Linked DNA regions of Rattus norvegicus: region 1 is linked to region 2. A link is a contact called in public Hi-C data. All regions are on one chromosome and are shown on one strand. Each heading gives the region's core, a stretch centred on a gene start, on an enhancer-like site or on the middle of the called end of the contact. The rest is flanking DNA. Distances are from core to core; before and after follow the strand shown. Region 1 holds the start of Mfsd14a (major facilitator superfamily domain containing 14A). Region 2 holds the start of Dbt (dihydrolipoamide branched chain transacylase E2).

What was found. Hi-C and Micro-C count contacts between places; a contact is called where the count stands out from the background.
Region 1: a Hi-C map of kidney shows a contact between it and region 2, with 2.6 times the contacts expected there. The contact joins the promoter of Mfsd14a here to the promoter of Dbt in region 2. A contact is called at or near these places in 4 of 12 Hi-C or Micro-C datasets (kidney, liver, mammary epithelial cells and 1 more).

Annotation. Positions count from the first base shown.
Region 1 is chr2:207,294,204-207,300,658 of GRCr8, forward strand. Mfsd14a (major facilitator superfamily domain containing 14A) reads right to left here and starts at 2,302. Exons shown (of 12, transcript NM_001329200.1): 1 at 2,101-2,302. The coding sequence starts at 2,184. It overlaps LOC102548510 (a long non-coding RNA gene), which reads left to right and starts at 2,375. Exons shown (of 3, transcript XR_010063930.1): 1 at 2,375-2,490; 2 at 3,928-4,067.
Region 2 is chr2:207,164,794-207,170,920 of GRCr8, forward strand. It overlaps Dbt (dihydrolipoamide branched chain transacylase E2), which reads left to right and starts at 1,867. Exons shown (of 11, transcript NM_053312.1): 1 at 1,867-1,935. The coding sequence starts at 1,885.

The sequences.
Region 1 (6,455 bases), core at 1,052-3,551, 130 kb after region 2:
ATATATTTTATTTTTTCAAGATCTATTTATTTATTTTATGTATATGACTACACTGTAGCTGTCTTCAGGCACACCAGAAGAGGACATTGGATTCCATTACAGATGGTTGTGAGCCACCATGTGGTTGCTGGGAATTGAACTCAGGTCCTCTGGAAGAGCAGTCAGTGCTCTTAACCGCTGAGCCATTTTTTCAGCCCCACTTTGTTCTGTTTTTTTGAGACAAGGTTTCTCCATGTAGCTTGGCTGAACTGAATTCACTCTGTAGACCAGACTGGTTTTGAACTCAGAGATCCACCTGACTCTGCCTACTGAGTGTTGGGATTACCACCTGGCTCAGAAATAATGAAAAGGAAAATGAAGTATAGTAAGGTGGGAAAGGACAGTGTTGTTAAGACCTCAGCCTTCAAGAGAAGTATTCATTGATTTAGTGTGCCACCAAGACATTTTTACTAGTGAAAAGTAGTATTTTGTGTACCAAAGCTTTGTGTACTAAAGCAAGCCACAAATTTGCTATATCTTTATAAATAGCAAAAAAATACTTAAAACAATCAAAGCCTCTCCTTGCCAGGCACACACCTATAATCCAGAGGTAGGGAGATCATAAGTTTGAAGTCATTCTGAGCTACCTAAGATCTTAAAAACAAAACAAAAACAAGTATCTCTTCTCAAAGTCAGAATCTGGAATGAATCATCTGTAGGCTGACACAGGCTCTAAGTTTGATCCTCAGTATCTCATTAAAAAAATATTTTACAGAGCAAACCAAACAAAAATCCAAACTACGATACAAAAGGTCTACTTCTTAATTGGCTTGATTCTTGTCTTTTGCAAGACAAGAATCATTGGTCATTGGTCTTAAATATCACATGGCTTTATAAAATATGCTTTGTAAAATTTTATCTTTCTATACCTGACAACGACAATATTCTTTCCCCTCAATATAATTCCTACGAACTTGGTCAAAACAGTTAAAGCGAATTTATCAAGGTAATACTTTGATCAGGTACAGTAAAAAGGATCTGGAAAACGTTGAACTCGTTTTTCAATAAATGTCAAAGCTATGACAACTAATAAATCTGACAGTTAACTGAACATATTCTGAAATCGTTCCATATGTCCAAAGCTTTCTAAATGTTGGCAGTTGGACTAGGCCGTGTTCTCAAATGTCAAAAGAAAGTTGTCATTTATTTCGAACTAATTTCAGCAAATCCTCTGTGGTGGCCTACTTACATATTTAGTGCTTTGCTAGCATTGACCAAGGCTCCATTAAACTACAAACAAATGGAAAGAAACAATGTCTGCAACTTCAAGGCAGAGACACATCTTACTTTTCCATTCTATTTCCGAACGTGATACCAAAGGATTCAGCAAAGATCAGAGTGTAACACTACAACACACAGCACAACACAAAGTGTACGTTTGTTTTTCCAATGACAAATCCTATATCGGCGTCTGGTAGCCTACTGCACAGAGCATAAAGTTTTCTGCGAATAACGACAGTCTAAAACACACATTTTTAGCCTCAGCCCGCCTGCCAGAGTTTTTCCCCGATCCTCACGCCAAGACCAATTCTAAAGACTGTTATTTTGAGGTACAAGGTGATGATTTCTCTAAAGGAGAGGATATGGGGGCCCCAGATAAGGTCAGGCTTCCGACACCGGGAGAGGAGGCGAGCCCATCCCTAGACTAGGTAGCGGAGGAGCTAAGAGCCGCTGCACCGGCTCCTGGCGATCGCGAAGGAACACACGTACCCTGGCCCAGCGGGCCGCAGCGGCGGCCACCCGCCACAGCATACGGAGCGCAAGGCTGCCCAGCCTCCCCGCGCGCCGCGCTGGGCCTGGCGAGGCTGCCGAGGGACCGACGCCTCCTCCCCGAGGCCGGGAGCACGTGGGCCGAGGCCGCAGGCTCCGGAGACGCAGCGCCGGGTCGCAGGTGCGAGCGGCCTCCAAAGGAGCCAGGCCGCGGAGACCGCAGGCCGAGACGGCGGTACCGCCGACAGCGCGGGAGGGCAGGGCGCTCCCGGCCCGGCGAAGGCGGAAGCGGGGGTAAGAGCGAGCTGGGCCCGCGCCGGGGCCGCCCTGCGGCGCTCAACCAGCACTCACCGTGCCTCCGTCCTTAATGATGATCTTTTTGGCCAGCATGATACTGCGGTTCGCGGCCCGTTTCTTTTTCTTCCCCTGGGTCATTTTACCATCCTCGACTCCCGGCGCTGCAGCAGCCACTCAGGGGGCGGGCGGCCCCAGCGGCGAGTGCGGTCCCGCCACTACTGCCGGGCCGAGCCGCTCAGGGCGCACGCCGCCATCTTGAGGGCCCGGCCTGCCTCCGGCGGCGCGTCACATCGTGCGATCCGCTGAGTCGCCTGCCCCGCCCCCGTGACGCAGCCACGCCCCCGCGCTGCGGCCACGCCCCTCCAACTCCGCATTAGCGGAGGACTGGGAGGTGCCCCGGGACCCGGTGGAGCTAGGTGGTTGAGCTATCTTCTCCCTTCTAAGGTGCGGAGTGGTGGCTATGTTAACAGTTTCCCCTTCACAGATGAAAGAACTCAAGTTTCAAAAAGTTTTTACCTACTCAGATCTGACAAATAGTTTCTCAGATGGTCAGGCACCAAAACAGAACAGAAGGGAACGGGAAAGTTTCCCAGGATGGTCGGTAGCACGTAGAGGTGTTTTAGCTGTTGATCTGATGCTCAGCTAGGTCATGCTGGCTTACACACTCCCTAGCCGCAGTACATTCCCTACCAGTCCAAACTAGATGCCATACTTTATAGGGTTTTAAAAATCATTTTTGACTAGAAGACTGGTAGAAAGAGCAGACACAGGTGGAATATGAAGTATGATGTGCTCAGTGCTGACATCTGAGGCAGGAGCTCATCGTGTAGATCAGGCTGGCCTTAAACTCAGAAATCTCTCTGACTACCTTCTCATATTGTGATCAAAGTCATGTGCCACCATGTCTGGCAAAGTCTTCATTTTGGTAACTGATGAAAACCTTTTTCTTAAATATACCGTCAGTGCTAAGTAGTGAACGAGCACAGGGCATGCTATCCACCCACAAACTGTTCGATGAAGGGAAATGAGACAAACTGAGATGTGGAAACAGGGAGCCTGGATGTGGTGGTTCTAAGTATGGTAATGTTCAAAAACTCAATGAAAATCCTTTCTTGGCTTCCTCTCCTGGCTTGTTAGTGCTGCCCCTGTTTTAACGGGGCAAAGCAGAAGTGACAGCACTGACCTCAGAGGAAAGGTCATAAAAGGCACTAGTGCATGTTTTTGCTAGGCTTTTCATTCACTTCAGTCAGGGGTTGTCGATTGTTATGCCATAATACCAGAGGAACTATGGAGAGGTGCCGCTCTCTGTGGAGCTGAAACCTACAAAGCTTTGTGGTTTGTCTCGGAAACAGACCCTCTATGCCTGGTCCAGCCCTGAGCTGACTGCAGACTTTATGAGACTTTCAGCTAGGAATACCCAGCTTAGCCACTTCACTGGGGTGGGGTAGTTGTCTCTTTAGGAGTGCTCCTCCTGTAAGCACAGGGCTGGGGACTCTATCCCCAACAATCATGGAAGTGAATGCCTGGATCCTGGCACGAAGGAGAGTCAGAAATTCAAGGATAAATCTGGGACCAGCCTGGGTGGGCTATGAGACCTGTCTTAAAAATGGGCGGGGGTAGACTTGTTACATGGCATAAGTAACTATTAGACAAGGTAAAGGAGAAAGTATGGGGCACACATGAATGTGAGAGTCACTGTAGCTTTTGTGTAAACTTCAAAATAAAACGTTAAAAATAAACCTGGTTGGATGTCCTGTTCCTTCTACTTCCATGCCGACAAGGAATGGAAAATAAACCAAGTTTCATGGATGGGAAAAGAAAAGCATCTTGGGTGGTAAGATTTTTCATCATACTTACTTTAAAAATAAAATCCTCATATAGAAACTATCTTGACGTCCAACCTGAAGCTGCTGAGAGTGGGAGAGACTTTGTATCTAATCCTGAGAGCTTATTTTGGACGCATCTGTGATGTAGAAAGAGACGGACCAGGATTCAAGGACAGCCTCTACAGGAAGTACAAGGTTAGCCATGGGCTACATGAGAGCCAGACGAAAAAAAAATATGGTAACTCCAACCTTTTATGGCCTCCCAAAATCATTCTTCAGCTTTATCAAAGTTACTTTTTTTTTCTTTTCTTTTTTTCGGAACTGGGGACTGAACCCAGGGCCTTGTGCTTGCTAGGCAAGCGCTCTACCACTGAGCTAAATCCCCAACCCCCAAAGTTACTTTTAAAATATAGTTATTGTCAGGTAGTTAAGCTAATTTGAATACCTACAATAGTGCTTGACAGTTGTTTTCAGACTACGGTTTAAAAAAATAGTATGTTTGTTCCCTAAATAAAAATAACACAACTAATAAAAATCTGACAGGGTAGAACAAGCATGACAGTCTTCACTGAATTTAGGGACATAGACAATTAGGTGAGAGCCAGTGCCCATGAAAGTAGTTTAAACAACTTAGCGAGGTGAGCCCCAAATCAACGTAGGTGTAGAGTTGATCACTGAGAATATGTAGACCTCAGAAAAAGCCTCACCACTGTAATATAGTGACATATGTGTTCGCCTTTCCGAGAGGAACCGAGCTCTAACCTGGTGGACACTACTCCCACAGAAGGAAGGCGCTTGCCAGTGGAGTGGGACAGACAAACTAAGCAGACTTCTCTGTGAACTAGAATATTTCACTCAAATAGTTTTAGCTTTTGAATCTGGTTTAAAAAATGGTGAATTCAATAAAAGCTTAAATTTATAAAACTATACAAATAAAAACTAGTGAACTTATTTTTGTTACACTAATAACCATGCAGAGAAGACCTTAATTCCTTTTTTTTTCTTGAGACAGGGTCACACCACATAGGACTGGCTGTCCTAGAACTGACAAAGATCATCCTGCCTCTGCCTCCTGAATCCTGGGATCAAAAGGGTATGCCAGATGAAGGGAAGAAGTAGGGGAGGACTGAGGGAGCAGTGAGTAGGATGTAAAATGAATAAAAAATTCAATTAACTCTTACCTTTCTCTGCTCTCATGCCCTCTTTGTCCCTGTCCCTTCTCTCCCCATACCCCCCTTCCCTCCACGTGCTCATGGCCAGCCTCTACTTGTTCCCTCTTCTACTCTTCTTCTCTCATTAAACTTCTCCACGTGGAAAAAAAAATTAAATTAAAAAAAAGTGTATGCTGGCATGCCTGGCCTTACTTTTAAATATATGCTTTTAAGTATATTAAATTTTAAATAGATGCTTTTAATGTACATCTTTAGTGAACAGGCTACACTTTAATAAAAAATGCAAGTAAACTTAATTTTATACAGTATGTTTATCATTAGAATATCGGTATTGTTGCATTTAAATTCACAATAAAAGTATGTTAATATTAGGAGTCAAACTGTTTCACTATAAGGAGACAGATAACAAAAACCATGACAGTGGTTCACAACAATCTTAATGGGATTTGAGTCCCTCTTCTGGTAGGTGTGAAAACAGAGAAACTATACAGAAGATAAAAAAATAAATCTTTAAAAAAAAATAGTTCATAGCTAAACATGGTAGCCTATGGTCTTTGATCCCACAACTCAGAAGCAGAGGCAGGTAGATCTCTGAGTTCCAGGACAATCCGGTCTACATAGTGAGTTCCAGGACAGCCAGTGGTACACAGAGAGACTCTGAAAAAAATCAAACTACCCTTGCCCAGCCATTAACCTACCTGTAACAGCCTATGACCTTGCTTTCAGCTGAAGAGTAAAGAGAGCAAGTCCTTTTGCTCAACACAAAAGGGTGTGAGAGGCTTTAAGTTTTCAGAAGTCTTGTCCTAGGACAGCAATGGAAATTGAGGAACTGTGTTTTAGACCAAAGAGAAAACAAACTTCAACCTTCAATCCTCACTTGAACCCAAAATCCAGTAAAAAGTCATTTTAAAGACAACTGGAAATATTTCATTATGAGCTTGATAAAATCTGAATTGAATTTTTCTTAAGTGTGTTAATGGAACTGAGGTCAATAAGGAAAATGTTTTAGGGTCATACAAGCTGAAACATTTAGGGGTCAAATGTCCTGACAGAAGTAAAGCTCTAAAACAAATGCTAGCTGATACATCTGGGTGGTATGTGAAGCTTTCAGTTTTTATGTTTTGCATGTTTCAAAATGAAAAGCTAGGTAAAATTTTAAAAAAAAACGTTCTAGAGAGATGGCTCAGTGGTTAAGAGCACTTACCTATTTTTTGAGAAGACTAAAGTTTGTTTCCTAGCAGCCAATCTGTCAGCTTACAGCCATCAATAACTCTAACTACATGGTGTCAAGACACTTTCTTCTGGCCTCCACTCACACTCATGTACTTACCATGTAGACAGTCATATATAGAATTAAAACACTTTAAATTGTTTTAATGGAGGCAGGTGAGATATCTTAGCTGGTAAAGGG
Region 2 (6,127 bases), core at 617-3,116:
AGGAACAACTCCTGTCTCTTGGTAAACAAGCAGGAGCATAGAAGATCATGAAGCCTATTCAATGTGCCTATAAAAAGTTTAATGGGACAAGTTTTTAAAATCAGGTTCTTCTGATTATTGCAATTTGAGGGGCAGGGTTTCTCTGTTTCACCGCCCTGGCTATACTGGAATTCACTTTGTTGTCCTGGCTGGCTTCAAATTCACAAAGATCTATCTTCCTCTGGGATCAAAGGCTTTCGTCACCACATCTGGCTATTGCAGGTTTTCTGTTAAAGGCAATGATTTATATTCATTGCCTACCATAGATGTATGTGTGTTACACAGACTGACAAAAATAGTGCATCTGTGTAAAGTTAAACAGCTTGTGAATAACCTGAGATTTTGGTTTCACAAACACTGACTTTCCAGTGCTGAGGATTTATATCGCCCCCTATTTCCTTCGGTTTCATTCTCTCTAACCCCTTAAACATTGTTGCAGATTTTTATTCTCTCTAAGAGGCAAGGGCAAGTGAAATACATTTATATACCACCTATTAAAGAAAGTCCTAGTTCCCTCATTCTCTATCCCGCTTGCTTTGGTGGTGGTTGTTGTTGTTGACTGATCTTTGATTCACAATGTGAAGCTCTGCCTTCCCTACCCACATGCACCCTCACAGTGCCGGGTTTCAGATGTTTCCTTTACCCATTCCATTTGAGCTCAATTTGACATTTCTTCAAGGGGCAATCATAAATTATACATTTGTGATGTGTTTCTTTTTTTTTTTTATTGGTTCTTTTTTTCGGAGCTGGGGACGGAACCCAGGGCCTTGCGCTTCCTAGGTAAGCGCTCTACCACTGAGCTAAATCCCCAGCCCCTTGTGATGGGGTTTCTTAAACGGGGCTGTTGCTTCTGACCCCGTTCTCTAAGACTCAAAGACAAATTGATGACATGGTTTATTATTTATTTATTTATTTATTTATTTATTTATTTATTTATTATTTACTTATTTATGTCACTGTGTTCAGACACGCCAGAAGAGGGCATCAGATCTCATTATAAATGGTTGTGAGCCACCATGTGACTGCTGGGATTTGAACTCAGGACCTCTGAAAGAGCAGTCAGTGCTCTTAACCACTGAGCCAACTCTCCAGCCCTGACGACTTGCTTATTTTAGATGTGAGAAGTCAATTTCAACAGTCTCAAGGACACTACACGGGAGGAGGAATTCCTAATCACGGAGAAGTGTTCCTGTGTGGACTTAGGAAAAAGCAGTGAGTGCTTCAAAATAGAGAAACATCCTATTTTTCTGCCCTTATTGCAGTTACAGCACAACACCAGAAAGGACAATTTGCTACTGACCCCTCAGATCTTCAATTAATGCCCCTTCTTGTGTGCCCTTAACATAGTCCTTTAAAAAAAAAAAAACAACCTTATTTATATATGTGTGGGTGCAACTGTATGCTCGTACAGCACATGCATGCAGGTGCTCGGAGATGGCCAGAAGAGAGCGTCGGATCCTTGGAACGAGAATTGCAGGCTGTTAGGAGCTACCTGATACTCGTGCTGGAGACTGAACACATGTCTCTACAGCTCCTAAACATGATTTCTCTCCATTATCTGAACTAAAAAGATTTATTGTTGGTGCGCGTGTACTTAACACCCCCAAACCTGGCTATTTGAGCTGATCTCCTCCCCATTTGTACCCTCTCTCTCCCTCACTCCTTTTACACCTCGCCTGGGGGGATTCAGTGGGCGCCGCCCCGCGCCCTGGTTGGCCGCTGGGTGGGAGGCTCGTTCCTTCTCTCCTATTGGCTGCTCAGGGAGGTGCGTCTCGCTTCTTGAGATTGGTCGCCTGGAGGAGGCGTCTCTCCCAGCTGTGTGCTGGTGGCTATTTCCGGAGTAAGATGGCTGCAGCGCGTGTGCTGGGGACCTGGAGCCGGAACGCTGTCAGATTGGTAAGCAGGATTGGATAGGTCTAAGGTTGGGAAGGAGTGATTTGGTAGATGTTACCTGGAGTGGTGTGTTGCTTTCTTTTCCGAATGCCTCGCGTCCTGTGAGCAAGTGATGGAAGGATGCATGCAAATCAGAAGCGCAGAGAAGGTGGCGCGCCAGTAAGGCTGGAAACTCACTCCTTTCCCGTCCCCGGGCGCGATTCTCTGGCGATTAGCTTTGGGCGACTAACTTTCCTTCCAGCGGTACCCACATCCTGGCCTTTCACCTGCTTAACTTTGCTTGAGTACTTTCTAGATATCAGGCACTGTGATAGGCACTGCAGATACAGTGATATATTCTTTTGGGATTTGTTTAGTACCCACTGTGCACCAGACGCTGGCACTATTAACGTGACCTCAGGCAATTTTCAGTGTAGAGGAAGAGAAAAGGAAGTCTGTACCCTCTAGCTTGGGATTCAGCCGGGGCTGCACTTCTCTCCTTAGTCCACAGTACATGTCGTTCCAACTTTTTATCATTGATATACCACCCCCATTTGCAGTTCGTCCTCACTCACAGGCTTTTAGCAACAACCGTGGATGTATCCCATTAAGTATCCTGTTTCTTCCTAATTTCATAACTTCTTGGATACCGACTTCACCCATTTCCCAAGATGTTCCTTTAGTGGTGGCCTCCTGTTCTCTCACACCTTTTTCCAGCCTGCTGTGTGTATTGGGCACTGGGCATATCACTATAGCAGACAGCCATCATCCCTTTCCTCCTGAGATTGTAACCTAGTAAAGGAGAACAGGAGGAGGGAAGCAAGGAGAGACAGAAAGCCACGGCTTTAGAGAGAAGTGCTATTATGGAGCAAGTGCTCAGAGCTACTGTGACACTTGGGGGTGGACACCTGTGGAGGAGTGGGGCTCAGAGAGGAATTCCTGGAGGGTAGTAAGTAAGGAGACTGTAAAAGAAGTAGGACCTGGGCAGCAGAAGAGTACTTCTGTCAGCAGCGCCTTACTAGGTATTATTGGCAACCCTTCTGAGAGCTCTCCCTCTCACTCTGAGACACCAGCTTACCGATATTCCTCACCTTCCACCCGCAGCTGTTGATTCCACTGCCCTTTTTTTCCTTTCCAGCTTCTAAGTACCACGCAAAGACTTCGTCAACAGTTCTCCCATTAGTTCTGAAAAGTTCCCATGACCTTTTCCATCTTTTGCTGTGTGCGGATACACAGACACCATGGCGTGACAGTTGCCCACAGTGTTTAGTACAGTGACATGCCGGACAGGTTTGTAGTATCAGAGCTAGCCTATAGCTTAGGTGGGCAATACGTGAAGCCGTTGGTGTGTGTAAGCATGAGTCAAGCATGTGTCACACAGACCTATCATTAAGTGATGTGTGACTACTTCCAACAACAACAATGGCAACAAAAAATCCCTGGCTTTGGCCCTCTGCACTTCCCTACTTCCTGCATTCTCTCTCCTACTCCTTTGCGTATAGTCACCAGCTGTGCTAATGGTTCCCTGGCATTCTCTAGTCCTCCAAATAGGTCATATATTCTGCTGTCCAAGAGATGCCGTTGCACAATATGAGGTGCAGGTAACACAAATCCAGTGAATGAACAGGACACCATGTGTGCATATAGACTACAGGTGACATACATGGCTGTCATTATCTGGGCTGACATTTCATTAGTTCATTTGACCTTTCCCATACATTGATGGCCATAAGGGAGCTGCAACAACTCACTGGGTATTTAAGGCAGGACGGAGGAAGGGTACAACCAGCAACTTTTGCATGGCTACTGTCAGCACAGGGGAGCTTGGAAAAGCTAGCCTTTAGCCATCTCACACTGTGCCATAATGCCTCAGGGATACAGACTCTGGGCTCCAGAATAGACCCTTCAAACCTGTTTCTCTTGATTCTAGCTTCCCACTCTGAGGAACTCTAGCTCCTATTTGCCACCTTGCTCTTAATTACAGATGTCTTAGTCTTCCCTAATTGGGTCTCTTGCCTCTGATCGGCCTCTTTTGTAGTTCATTTCCCACAGGCCCGCCATAATGATCTTATAAAATGAGGCACACATTAGATTATGCCATGTTCTTGTTTAAGAGTAATCTTTTAAAAAAATGTCCCAAAGCTGCATGACTGAGGAAATTTATGATCTGGCTTCTCTGACCCCTCAAGCATCATTCTTTATCGAAGACCTGTTTATTCTACATGTTACTATCTCTTATCGCCCACTCTTGATTTCCTTTGCCACATCCTTAATTGTTCCTCTTCCATGCATCCGTTCTTAAATTTGACACGAGACAGCATTCGACATCTGCCTTTGTGAATATAGTTTATTTCACCTAACTGCATGATCACCAGTACCATACCTTTATCTTGAAAGTAATTGGTTTTTTATTATTATTCTAACCACTTAACTGGGCATTGATTATAGACAGCAATGAAAAAGAGATTAGAGTGTGCGCGCACACACACACACACACACACACACACACACACACACACACACACACCTCACTCCAGCCCCAGCCCTGACAGTGTCCCCACTTACTGCACAGAGAACTCTATGAAACAATTACCAGCGTACACACTGTGCTCTCTTGATTCCAGACCTTTGCTCACATATTTCCTCTGCCTCAAAGACTCTTGCCTCATCTGCAACACTTCTCCTCTCTTGGGTTACTCCCACTCAATCTCCAGTCTCACTTCAAGCTGACTCTCTCCAGCCAGGTCCCCTTAGAACATCCTCTGCGACTGTGTTAATGGCCTGTGCACTTTGCTTTATCTTTCATTCTGCTGGACAGTGCATGTGGACAGGAATCACGTGTGTCTCCTTCTGTATGGAACCACAGCCCATAAATGTTTGTTGAATGACTCAGAAAAAGAAGTTTTTGTTTTACCTTTTTTCTTTTGTTGTTTGGTTTTTGTTTTTGAGATAGTTTCTTTGTATAACCTTGGTTGTCTTAGAACTCCCTTTTTTTTTTTTTGTTTTTTTTTTGTTTGTTTGTTTTTTTCTTTTTTTCCGGAGCTGGGGACCGAACCAGGGCCTTGCGCTTGCTAGGCAAGCGCTCTACTGCTGAGCTAAATCCCCAACCCTAGAACTCCCTTTGTAGACTAGGTTGACCTTGAACTCACAGAAATCTGCCTGCCTCTGGGTTCCAGTCCCAGGATTAAAAAAAGCCACTACCACCTGGCCTCTACTTTTAACTAGTATGATTCAGTGGGGACAGGGGATATGCCTCCTCTGGTTTAAAATTTCATTTTTCCTCCTTTGTATTGTCTTTTAATCTTTTCGCTTTTGCTAACCTTTTAATCTCACCTCTCTTTCTTGTCAAAGCCATCCAGTTGCCTTTTTTTTATGTAATATTGTGACTCGGCTGCCCTTTCTCAGTCCCTGTTGATTAGGTCATTCAGGAACCCGTGTTTCTTGTGTCAACAACTACAATCCTGCCTTGGCCTCTTTCTTTAACTATAGTAACCTATCCTGTGAGTTATTAGTAGACTGTTTCCTCATCCTATCTCTAGTGGCACTCCTACCCTCCAATGCATATATCCCCACTCGTCCTGCCATTCAGATCCAGCCACCATTTCGAGTACACACTGCTTTCCTTTACAAATCCGGTTACCAAATCAAGCTTCTTCCTGCTCCTTCAGCACTGCTAATCAAATTCCTGCTGCAGTTTTGGTGTTTACATCATTTCCTGTGCCTTAGAAGTGTCCTTATTATTCATGCTCGGTGTGCAAGGCCCATTTAAGTCTTCTCCAAGGTCACGCTAACCCTCCTCCACTTCACCACATAAGCGCCTTCCCCACAACTACTTCTTTGGCCTGTAATTTCTTATTATAACTAACAAGAGCACACATGAGCATGCTTTGGAGAAAAGAAAGAATCGTCTCTTCTAGATTATAGCGTGGAAAGAAAGGGCTCTTTCTCCTGGCAGCGCGATGGGTCAAGAAGAGCCTGAGTTTTGAAGTCAAGCTTACTTGGCTTTAGAGCTTAATTTTGCCACTTAATTGCAGTGTGACCCAGAACAAATAACTTCTCTGTCACCTTCTCCTGTGATGGCAATCAGGTATATCTTCCAGGAGATAATGTGAGCTGGACAGAAGGGAACGTTTATGAAAGCTTCGAGCACCTGGAACATGGTGCACATAGTGCACAGCGCTTCTTCAACTGGGCAGTGTGTGACCCTCCGATCTAT